2 separate regions of the Xenopus laevis genome follow, and region 2 is linked to region 1. The links are chromatin contacts, called in public Hi-C maps. All regions are on one chromosome and are shown on one strand. The core of a region is the stretch at or near the end of the contact, and the rest is flanking DNA. Distances in the headings are between cores, read along the strand shown.

Evidence for each region. A called contact is a pair of places that touch in the nucleus more often than the background predicts.
Region 2: a Hi-C map of the XTC cell line shows a contact between it and region 1, with 5 times the contacts expected there. The contact joins two enhancer-like sites. A contact is called at or near these places in 3 of 4 Hi-C or Micro-C datasets (the XL177 cell line, the XTC cell line and animal cap).

Annotation. Positions count from the first base shown.
Region 1 is chr2S:38,618,043-38,623,819 of Xenopus_laevis_v10.1, forward strand. No RefSeq gene overlaps it. Among protein-coding and RNA genes, the nearest start is that of mnt.S, 70 kb to the right of the region's middle. Within about 2 kb of position 2,844, at least 1 of the 7 cell types and tissues checked has an H3K27ac peak or open chromatin away from gene starts, as enhancers often do.
Region 2 is chr2S:38,706,043-38,711,819 of Xenopus_laevis_v10.1, forward strand. No RefSeq gene overlaps it. Among protein-coding and RNA genes, the nearest start is that of mnt.S, 18 kb to the left of the region's middle. Within about 2 kb of position 3,144, at least 1 of the 7 cell types and tissues checked has an H3K27ac peak or open chromatin away from gene starts, as enhancers often do.

The sequences.
Region 1 (5,777 bases), core at 1,594-4,093:
ATTACAAGAATTCCTACAATTCATAAATACTCAACACAAAACAATTAAATTTACCGCTGAATACAGCATTGAATCAATACATTATCTTGATGTGAAGGTGATTAACAATAAGGGCAGACTGGAGACAGACCTTTATACTAAACCCACTGAATGTAATAACCTACTACATAAAAAAAGTTACCATACCCCTGGGACATTGCATGGGATCCCAAAAGGTCAATTTTTAAGAATCAGAAGGATTACATCTGATGACCAGAAATACATCACTAACACCAATAAACTTATTAAAAAATTTTGTGAGAGGGGCTATAATGAACAGGAATTGACTTATACAAGGGATAAGGTGTTAGAAATTGAGAGAGAGACACTACTTAGACCTAAACAAACCACTTCTACTAAACAACAAAAAAATGAGCGGATACCACTTGTATCAACTTATGGTCCAACAAGTAAAAGCATACAACGTGTGGTAAATAAATATTGGCCTATATTACGGAGAGACCAAACATTACATGAAATTTGTAAGGATCAACCCATTTTTTCATATAAAAGGGGTACGAACATTGCAGACAAATTAGTGAAATCCGATATATTAAAATCAAAATCAGATACGAGGTTCCTTGGTCCACCAAAGTATGGGACATTCCCTTGCCTTAACTGCAGTAATTGCAATTCAATTATAAAGGGTCCTTTTGTAACACATCCCTTAAAAGGAAATAAAATTGCTATCAAACAGTACAGCACATGCAATACAGAGTCTGTAGTATATGGGCTTAAATGCCCTTGTGGCAAAATGTATGTTGGCCAGACTAAGAGGAAAGTGCGGGTTAGAATTGGAGAACATAAACGCTCCATTACAAATTACAACCCCGCTGATGTTAAAACTCACACCCCAGTGGGTAAACATTTCCACGACTATAGACATAACAGTGCCAGTTTAAGGTGGCTAGTACTTGAGGAGGTGAAAATACCGAAACGAGGTGGTGATAGAAAAAAGCTATTATTACAAACTGAAGCCAAGTGGATACATACACTTAATGCAATGGAACCATGGGGATTGAATGATGCCTTTAGTATAAAATGTTTTTTGTAATATGAATATGTTACTAATATAAGCTTGTCTCTTTTCTGCAGAGTTGAACTGCAACATTGTATTTACGTCAGTTAAAGATATTCTATATCTGCAAAGGGTAGGAAACCACTACTTCCTTTTGAAACAATGTATACACTGTATTGTGATTAACTATGTATACTTCTACACTAATATGGTAAAAAGGTGTGTTTTTGGAGTAGGCCACAAGATGGCAGTACTCTTTAAGATGTATTGGATAATATTATGGTCTGGCCAGAGGGTGGAGCTGACATCACATGATGGGATTTGGGGATGTATTTATTCTTCTGTTTTTTTGCACTGTGTAATAAGCACCTGATGAAGAGTCCTTGGACTCGAAACATGTTGTGTATATTGAAATAAACAATACAATCGTTTGAAGGTTCTCCAGGGTAAGCTTTATTCTTTGATCTGTGAAATTTCCTGACTGGACGGAGTCAGATACCCTGTTGAGAGCAGATACATATTTATACAAACGCTGCAAGGATATCACCTAAAGCAATTCTGATTTAAAGGCAAAAAAAAAATAATCCCATTTTTACTTTCTTTAATGAAAAAGAAACGTATCTCTAATATACTTTGATTAAAAAATATGTACCGTTTTTATAAGAAACCTGACTGTATGCAGTGAAATTCTCCCTTCATTTACTGCTGTGGATAGGAATTGTCAGACGGTCCCTAACTGCTGAGCAGGGAAACAATCATACTTATGAATAGCAGGGGGAGCCCCAGCCTTACTTCCCACCCATGCAGAAATCAAGCAGCTTTGTTTATGACGATCCCTAAGCAGCCCAGACCACATTGAGCATGTGCACAGTCTTAAGGTGGCCATACTCGGGCCGATAAAAGCTGCCGACAGACCGAGTCGGCAGCTTATTGGCCCGTGTGTGGGGGCCCCCGACGGGCTTCCCCGATCGAGATCTGGCCGAAAGTCGGCCAGATCTCGATCGGATGGGGTTAAAAATCCCGTCGGATCGCGGCCGCATCTGTTCGTTGATGCGGTCCCGCGATCCGACCGCCCGTTTGCGAACGTGAAGGATCCGATCGTTGGGCCTTAGGGCCCACGATCGGATCAGCCCGATATTGCCCACCTCAAGGTGGGCATATCGGAGGGAGATCCGCTCGTTTGGCGACATCGCCAAACGAGCGGATCTATCCGTGTATGGCCACCTTTAGTCTTGCAAAGATGTTTAACAAAGTTACAAGATGGTGACCCCCTGTAGCCAACTTTGAAAGCATAAATTATTTGTTTGATTAGGCTTGTGGTGCAGTAAGTTCATGTTTATATTTAGTATACAAAATACAGCATTTCTAGCCTTATTCTATTGTAGACTTTACATGCCCTTTAACAGGGTAGTACCATGTCTGTGCAGACGGCAGACGTCACACACACTTACATAACTAGCATGGCGGAGCTTGCCAGTCACATACTTATGATACTAATGGAAAAACTGTTTCTTTTATTAGGATGTCACCTAATCTGAAAAAGAATAATTATGTTTCTTGCTCATGTAGGACAAGTGCTCATTTGTTCTGCATTCACCTTACAGAAAACCCGTCAGACCTTCCCAAGATATAGTATAAGCCCCTCGGGACAGACAGCGTATTCACTTCCATTAAAACCCTGCGAAGGCTGAGACTCTGCCAAATGCCAGTTCCAGGAAGGCTGGATTGCAGTTATCCGGCAGACTGCTGAGCAAGAGAACTGCAGTGCAGTTACCTGAAATGACCGTTGTCAATGGCAACCGATGCTCCTGTGTAAGATTCCGCTCCCTTTTCCGCGCCAACTTGTTTATGCAGAAAGACTTTTTTTGGGGGGGGGGAGGATCTTTACAGAGAATGAAATATATTTATCATTGTGTTTCTGAAAGCTTGCTGGGTTTTGCGCAGTTTGAAAGCACTGGCTGCTGTGCGGATGGGAACTAAACCCTGTGTATGAAATCCCAGCAGAGTCACAGATGCTGCACTTGTTATAGCTTTTTGGTGACAAGTTATCATACACATTACGTATGGGATCCATTACATGGAAACCTGGTTTCCAGAAGTTTCGAAATTGCAGAAAGCCTGTCTCCCATAGACTCTGTTTTAATCAAATAATTAGAGGCAGATTTACTAAAGGGTGAAGTGGCTGTCGCTAGCGAAAATTCATCAGCAATCCCGTCAGCAGGGACATCGCCAGTACAGGCATAAAGTACATCGCTAATGCTATTGCGCTCCTTTACACCATGCAAATTTCTGCTCAGGTGAACAATTCACTAAATTAACTAAAGTGCGAATTTTAGAGAACGTTATCCCTTTCGCCAGAGTTTCCTTCTCCAGCTTAGACCAGGCGAAGCTACATCTGCCTCAATCTTATGTTAGTGACATTATGTCCTGTATGCGAAATCATAAAAATGAAAAAAAAAGCTGGCATTTTTTCATATTTTAAAGTGAAATTCTCTTTAAAAATGGTAACTGTTAAAGATGTTCATTTAAAATGTTTTTAACCATTTGAGGGGCATGCCACATATGTTTTAGGGTGGGCTCATGTCTAGGGCATTAGAGGATCTCTTTTGTCTTAATTTTGGACATTTTTAATAAGTGGCCACTTCACTAATAGACGTATATATGACCTTATTGTACCCACCCTATTCAAATTGACCTAAGCGTGTGTTAATGAGGTTTCGCTAGGCAGAAGTGTCCACTAGCGAAAGTCTGTTAAGAAATGCTCGCTCGGATGAATTTACGCATTTTAGTGAATTAGCGTATGCAGATTAACATCTGACGAAGTGGCGTGAAGTGTGGCGGACCCTTCGCAGGCAAAATTTGCACTTTAGTGAATCTGCCCCTTCAAGTTTTAAAAAATGATTTCCTTTTTCTCTGTAATAATAAAACAGAACCTTGTACAGGTATAGGATCCCTTATCCGGAAACCCGATATCCAGAAAGCTCCAAATAGCTCCCATAGACTCCATTTTATCCAAATAATCCAAATTTTTAAAAATGATTCCATTTTCTCTGTAATAATAAAACAGTATCTTGTACTTGATCCCAACTAAGATATAATTAATCCTTACTGGAAGCGAAACCAGCCTATTGGGTTAATTTAATGTTTAAATTAATTTCTAATAGACTTAAGGCATGAAGACCCAAATTACGGAAAGATCCGTTATCCGGAAAACCCCAGGTCCCGAGCATTCTGATTAACAGGTCCCATACCTGTACTTATTATTATTGGAGGCAAAACAATCCTATTGGGATTAATTCATGTTAAAATTACTTAAGGTATGGAGATCCAAATTACAGAAAGATTCCAAACAGGAACATTTTGGATAACAGGTCCCATATCTGTACTACTTTAGCTTGATGAAACAGACACATACACATTGATATTTTACTATATGAAAAATCATATATAACTCATGCCATATGTTATTGCCTTTATGAATAAAAGATAAAAATGACTTCACATTTTAAGTTATAACTAGTGCTATTTCTAACTGACCTTAAGGGCAGAGATACACATTCAGATTCGGGGAGGTTAGTCGTCTGGAGACAAATCTCCTCTTGACTGAAGACTAATCTCCCGAACTGCCTCCCGCCGGCTAGAATGTAAATCGCCGACAGGATGGCACTCGGAGCGATACGTTTTCCAAAGTCACCCGAAGTTTCCTCGCAGGGCAACTTCGGAAAATGAAGCGCATTGATTGCCATCCCGCCAGTGATTTACATTCTAGCCAGTGGGAGGCAGTTCAGGGAGATTAGTCGCCCTGAAAAAGAAAAGATTTGTCGCTGGGCGACTAATCACTCAGAATTTGAGCTTGTTTCTCTGCCCTAAAAAGAAGTACCATTAGGGCAGAGGGAAATGCTCAGATTTGGGGAGATTAGTCGCCTGGAGATAAATCGCCTCTTCTTCGGGGCAAATAATATCCCTGAAGTGCCTCCCACCGTCTAGAATCTAAATTGTCAGCGGGATGGCACTCGGAGAGCTTTGTTTTCCGAAGTCACCCGAAGTTTCCTTGTGAGGCAACTTCGGACGACTTCGGAAAATGAAGCGCACCGATTGCCATCCCGCCATCAATTTACATTCTAGCCGGCGGGAGGCAGTTCGGGGAGATTAGTCGCCCCCACGAAGAAGAGGAGATTTGGCGCCGGGCGACTAATCTCCCCGATTCTGAACGTGTGTCTCTGCCTAGGATGAGATAGGCAACAGCAATTTAAAGCTGTACAGACATGGTCAGATTAGGTCAGTCAGTCTGCTGGGCGTGTTTAGCAATATAGACATGGAAACAACTGTTCTTCTAGCAGAAAAATGTTCCGTGTGACTCTCTCTTTAAGCCGGAACCTTGCAGAACAGTGGAGGCAAATGGTCTCCAAGTAGAACTCTTACACGCACCTTCACAAAATATATTAGGCACCAGGACAGTGGTGTAACAATAGAGGAAGCAGATCCTACAGGGGGGCCAGTAGTGTTTGCTACTCTGCACCATGCCCTATAGAAGTTTTTTTTTTTCTGGGGGGGGGGAGGATATTTATGGTAGATCATAAAATAACATCACAGTATTTTCGCAAGGTAAATACCCAAGCCATGAGTTTTCTGCCCCAGTGTACAAGGAGGTCTCAGTGCTGCCTCCACCCACTACACAGGGTTCTAACTACCTGGGTCCCTACGGCTGCCCCAAACTACA
Region 2 (5,777 bases), core at 1,894-4,393, 88 kb after region 1:
CGGAGGCAGTGTGATGGCTTGGGCGTGCATGGCTGCCAGTGGCACTGGGACACTAGTGTTTATCCATGATGTGACACAGGACAGAAGACACTGTCTGCTCAAATCCAACTAAATGCAGTCAAATTGATTGGGAGGCGTTTCATAAAACAGATGGACAATGACCCAAAACATACAGCCAAAGCAACCCAGTAGTTTATTAAAGCAAAGAAGTGGAATATTCTTGAATGGCCAAGTCAGTCACCTGATCTGAACCCAATTGAGCTGCATTTCACTTGTTGAAGTCTAAACTTCGGACAGAAAGGCTACAAACAAACAGCAACTGAAAGCCGCTGCAGTAAAGGCCTGGCAGAGCATTAAAAAGGAGGAAACCCAGAATCTGGTGATGTTCATGAGTTCAAGACTTCAGGCTGTCATTGCCAGCAAAGGGGTTTCAAACAAGTATTAGAAATTAAGTGATTGTGTTAAAAAAAGACTTTAGTTCCTCACATTTTTATGCAATCTTTTTGTTCAACCCCACCAAAATTCATTGGTAATGTAGAGAACCAAAATTATAAAAAAGTTGTCTCTGTCCAAAGATTTATGGACCTAACTGTATGTCAGTATATGTAACAATACTATGTCCTACCATGATGCAATATTTAGGGATCCTGGGTTCCATTCCTGCCAGGGCAATATTTGCAAGGAGTTAGTATGTTCTACCTGTGTCCTTGGGTTTCCTTCAACTATACAAAAACATACAGGCAGATTAACTGACCTTTTCTAAAATTGATTATAGTGTATTTGAAGGAACTTAGGGCTGTCATATATGAGCATTTTTTTTGTATTCATAAACACATGCTTTAGACAACTAAATGTGTTTTTATAAGTCCAAACACGTCTCTATTCTAATGTATTATGAATGCATGTCAATCGCACAAAAATGCAGCATGTTACATGTAGGAGACTTGAAGGCAGTTCTGAATGTACGTGAGTAAAAACACCCAGCTTACATGTGTTTTAATGTTCTCAAATCTGTGTGTTAAGCACACATAAAACACTCAAAATAAAAAATGTCTGTGTGTTAGAGACTGCCGTCAACTCCACTGAGGAAAGGACTGATGTGAATTATATCTAATATCTGTAAAGCTCTGCAGTATACAACAGTGATATATATATATATATATATATATATATATATATATATATATATATATATATAAAATGTACTCAAAATACCTAATCAAGGTTGCATTCCGGCACTGAAAGGGTTACAGTTACAGCTAGGAGGGTGCGTCCCCTTCTCTGCTGGATCAGTGTGTTTTCCCCACATGCTGTTGGCTAGGGGTGTGTGGGGGTGAGGCCACGTTTCACAATAATCCAGGGGGAGGAGGTACAAGGATGGCTGAAAAAAACAACGTGGAGGGGGAGGAGCCTGGGGATTACACAAACGCGTGATGTGAGGAGGGAGATCCTGCCTAATGACTGCTGCTGTTTTTTGGCTCCTTAAAGGGGCAACGCGTGAGCCGCTCTGGCTCATTTCTTTCTTTTCCACTAGGGTTTGGTTGGATATTTAGAGTTTGGAGCTGGCTCTGTGTACAGGACTGCATTGCATAGATTGTGGGCCTTTTTACCTCCTGTATTGGTCAGTATCTTATTTAATGTTATTGTCGGACTGGCCCACCAGGATACCAGGAAAACTCCCGGTGGCCCAGGTGTCAGTGGGTCCTCCTGCTTCTAAACATTTGGCCTATTTCATGGCCATCCCCTATTTTTATGAGTACAAAGAAGCTAAATAGATGGGATAATAGATTATAGTATGTAAAGAAAAGAGACTAGGAGAATAGAGGTTGAGGTGAATGTATACACCCATATCTCCTCCGGGTTTGTTTGTTTTTGTTGTTGAGTGACCCAGTTTTGGACTTCCTTTCATCACTATATGTCATTTCCATGGGTTTTCCAGTTTTTTTCCAGCTACATTGAAGGAGCGTGTGGGCATGTGCATTGGCTGGAACATGGAAAATATTTGCAGCAGCATACACAGTTTCCCCCAAAATTGTAGGCCTTGGAGTTGACGTCTCTGCACACATTCCTATTAAACAGCTCTGCAGAATATGCTGGCACTTAAAATCAGAACTAGGGGTAGGCAGAAGAAGCACGTACCAAGGACACAAATCTTGGTGGGAGCCAGGCACGTACCTATCCTGTTGCCAGTACCAGTGTTGATTGTGCAACATAATATTTAGGATGTGGGGCCCCTCATAGTACTTGCATTGTCTTACGTTTTTACGGCTTAGGTTTTTTTTAACTGTGCCAGCAGAATTATTTTGGTAATAAATAATGTCTTTTTATATGATATTTTGAGTAATTGAGTATAATACAATATCACATTTTCTCAGCGCTATATGTCCTCTTTTATTTCCCTATAACACAGCGAAGTAACATTTCACACAGCAGTGTAACACTGTACTCAAAGTAGACCCTGCCTCAATACGTTTGAGCGCCCCTGCTTTTAATCAACCCTGTCCAGTCTTGCTTGTGTGTATTGGTTACTATCAGCAGTTATCCGGTAATCTCTAATTATTATAGACATGGAGTTGATGTGGGTGAGGCTGATGCAAACCTGAAAAGCAGGAACAGTGCTACACTGTCTATAAAGCTCTGCCAAAAGCCCCTCCTTTATTACGTCTTGTCAACAAGTTTGTGCTCTCAGCCAAAGAACGGTGGATTTTACAAACGTGTGTATATTATTTCAACAGTACAGAATATGTTTAAAGCTCTAACTATCAGGGAAATCGGTAAGGCACCAAATAGTTCAAATTATTATTAGTATTTTTAAATAAGGTGCCAACATATTCCATGTTTGGAGTTGGTTTAACTTCAACGAAAATTAATGAATATTACATAGGTTTTGGAAAAATAAACATTGGGTCTGAAATATCCTGCTGATAACATGAAAAGGACTTCTAATCTTACATTTGGGAGGGTCTGTTTAAATTTACACTATTGATTAATGGCCTGAATCTGTACAAACTGCTCTGTGGAGATGGAAGAGGAAAAACTGCACCCCACCTCATCCCAGCTGAACAACTGTGGAATGAACTGTAATGCCGACTAAGTGCCAGGTCTGATCACCCAATATCAGTGCCCAACTTCACTAATCTATCCATACTAATGAAAACAAATCCCACCAACAGCATCCCAACGTCTAGTGGAAGGTTTTCTAGAGCAGAGGCTGGGAAAGCAAAGGGAGCACCGAGTTAAATATCCTTGGTTTGCAAGCCAGATTGGTGTTAGAGAGTTATCCCCTCGAGTTCCAGTGAGCAGCAAACTGATGTTAGAGTGTTCAATGGCTCTGCACAATTCATATTGGTCATTTTAGTAGATTCAACCACACCTCTGGTTTCCTGGTTCAGCAATCTGACATAAATATTAATTATGTAATAATACATTGTCTTATGTTTATTGTACTTTTACATTTGCATAATCAATGTGTCACTTGCTGCTATTTGAATTGTCTGCACCTATGTACAAAGAGGTTAGACAGGTTATTTGTGCTCCATTTGCACTTGCCTCTCCTAGGTTCATTTCTAAGTTGGTTGTACACAGACAAACCACCAGAAGACAGGAACACAAACCTAAGGGCAGCCTTTGAAAAAGAATCTTTAAATGTATATGTTGTTTTAAATAAAAACACCTCAGGAGGTAATACATATCTAGATATTTTTTCTGTAGCTCAACAATCTACGGCAAAAGCTTGGAAAACACCTGCATTAGACAAACAGTCGGTAAACACCTTGGATAACTTACATATATAATTCAGTGGTAAGCTGGCACAGAAACTGGACTTCACCTCCTCACATCTCAGAGGGTGTCCTTATGCGTTTCGTGCCTTATGGGTACTTAGTCATAGGCCTATGGCTAAGTGCCCATAAGGCGTAAAGCCATCCTCAGAGATGTTCCTTTTTGCGTAATAAAAACGTTTTATTTGTATCTATTTTGGAGTGAAGTCCAGTTTCTGTGCCAGCTTACCACTGAATTCCATATGTCTGATATTACCTCCCCAAGCTGAAGGTCTGGTGCTTGAGCACCTGCACCCCCTGTTAGCATTGGTAAGGTGATTAAACATGTCATAGAGTAGGAAGTACATCTGTAACTAATGCCTGCTTGTTATTTTAATATTATTAAAATAAAGTCTTCTTTGATTTTAACTTCCACTTGCGGAATATTTTCTCATCCACTAAATCCCAATAGCATTGTTAAGTGTACCTTACTGCTCACAAGTTTTGCAATACTGGATATTTATCCTTACTGCCCATCCCATGTTACCCTTGCAAAATTTACCTTGGATAACTGTCAGGCTTTGTTGGAATTCGAGACAGGGACCTTTGGGTTTCTGGCTCTGCACCTTAACCATTGGGCCAGGTGAGTAGCCTGCAGAGTTGCTCACTGTATGTTACCTGGCCTTTGCAACCCCAGCCCAGCAGCAGAATGATTGGTTTGCAGTCAGCCAATCAGGGCTGCTCTGCCCTATATAAACCCAGCCCTCCTAACTTGAGCATTGGCTACCCATACTAGGCATCGTCCCTAACTAAGGGTTCCTGCTCTTGCCTTACCTTGAACCTTGACTTGTTACCTTGCCTTATTCTGATCCTGTCTTGCCCTAACCTATTTCTGCCTTGTCCTGACCTTGCCTGTTCCTGATTCCAGTCTTGTCCTTCTGGTTCACAAGTCATCCAGAGAGTTTTATCTGGAGAGTACAAGTAGCTCTTCCAAATTCAGGCTTCCCTTAGACAAGCTGCCATATGGACATCTATGGACAATTACTATACAGATATCCCTAGCAGTACAAGAGCATCACCACTCCCAGCATTCCAGAGGCCACCATTCACATCTGCTGGAGTGCTCCAAGTGTGACATCCCAGGTATGAAATGCAGGTTCATTCTTTGTATAGTGTAAACCAGCGCCACGTGCTTTGTACTGTATTAGTGATCACATGCCATCTAGTGGGCAGAATCCAAATACTGTTCTTCATCCTTTTTTTAAGCAAAATATAGGTTTTCAGCCATGGGCACCCGGAGGGTAATGGAAAAGCTGCAGATACCAGGCCTGTTTCGAATACTCACAGAAGGTGAATATGTGTTTAGGCTGCAAGTGCAAGTCTTAAGTCACTGATTGCTTCTCTACATACAGGTATGGGATCCATTATCTGGAAACCCGTTACCTAGAAAGTTCTGTATTACAGAGAGTCCATATCCCATAGACTCCAATTTATCAAAATAATCCAAATGTATACAAATAATTGCCTTTTTCTCTGTAATAATAAAACAATACCTTGTACTTGATCCAAACAAAGATCTTTAGTGAAAGCAAAACCAACCTACTGAGTTTATTAAATGTTTAAATGATTTTCTAGTAGACTTCAGGTATGAAGAGCCAAATTACAGAAAGCTCCATTATCTGGAAAACCCCCAGGTCTTGAGCAATCTGGATAACAGGTTTCATACCTGTATAGATGTATATTTGTATAACTGTATTTAGATATTGCTACTAGGATATACAGTGCTAATGTAGAAATGTACACAACCCTTGTATTTGTGTGCTAATAAGCTGGTGCTGGGAGATCAGGTGACTGTTGAGTTGCCTGCTGGGAAGCAGTGACGCATGAAAGTAGCCGGGCTAATGAGTCACACTTCACAGGAATCAGCAGAGAGAAGCTAAACTGGGTCACAGAGCCCAGCGTGCAGCAATGTAACAAATATTTATTGGAAAGAGTCACTGAAAATGTATTGTGCCGAAC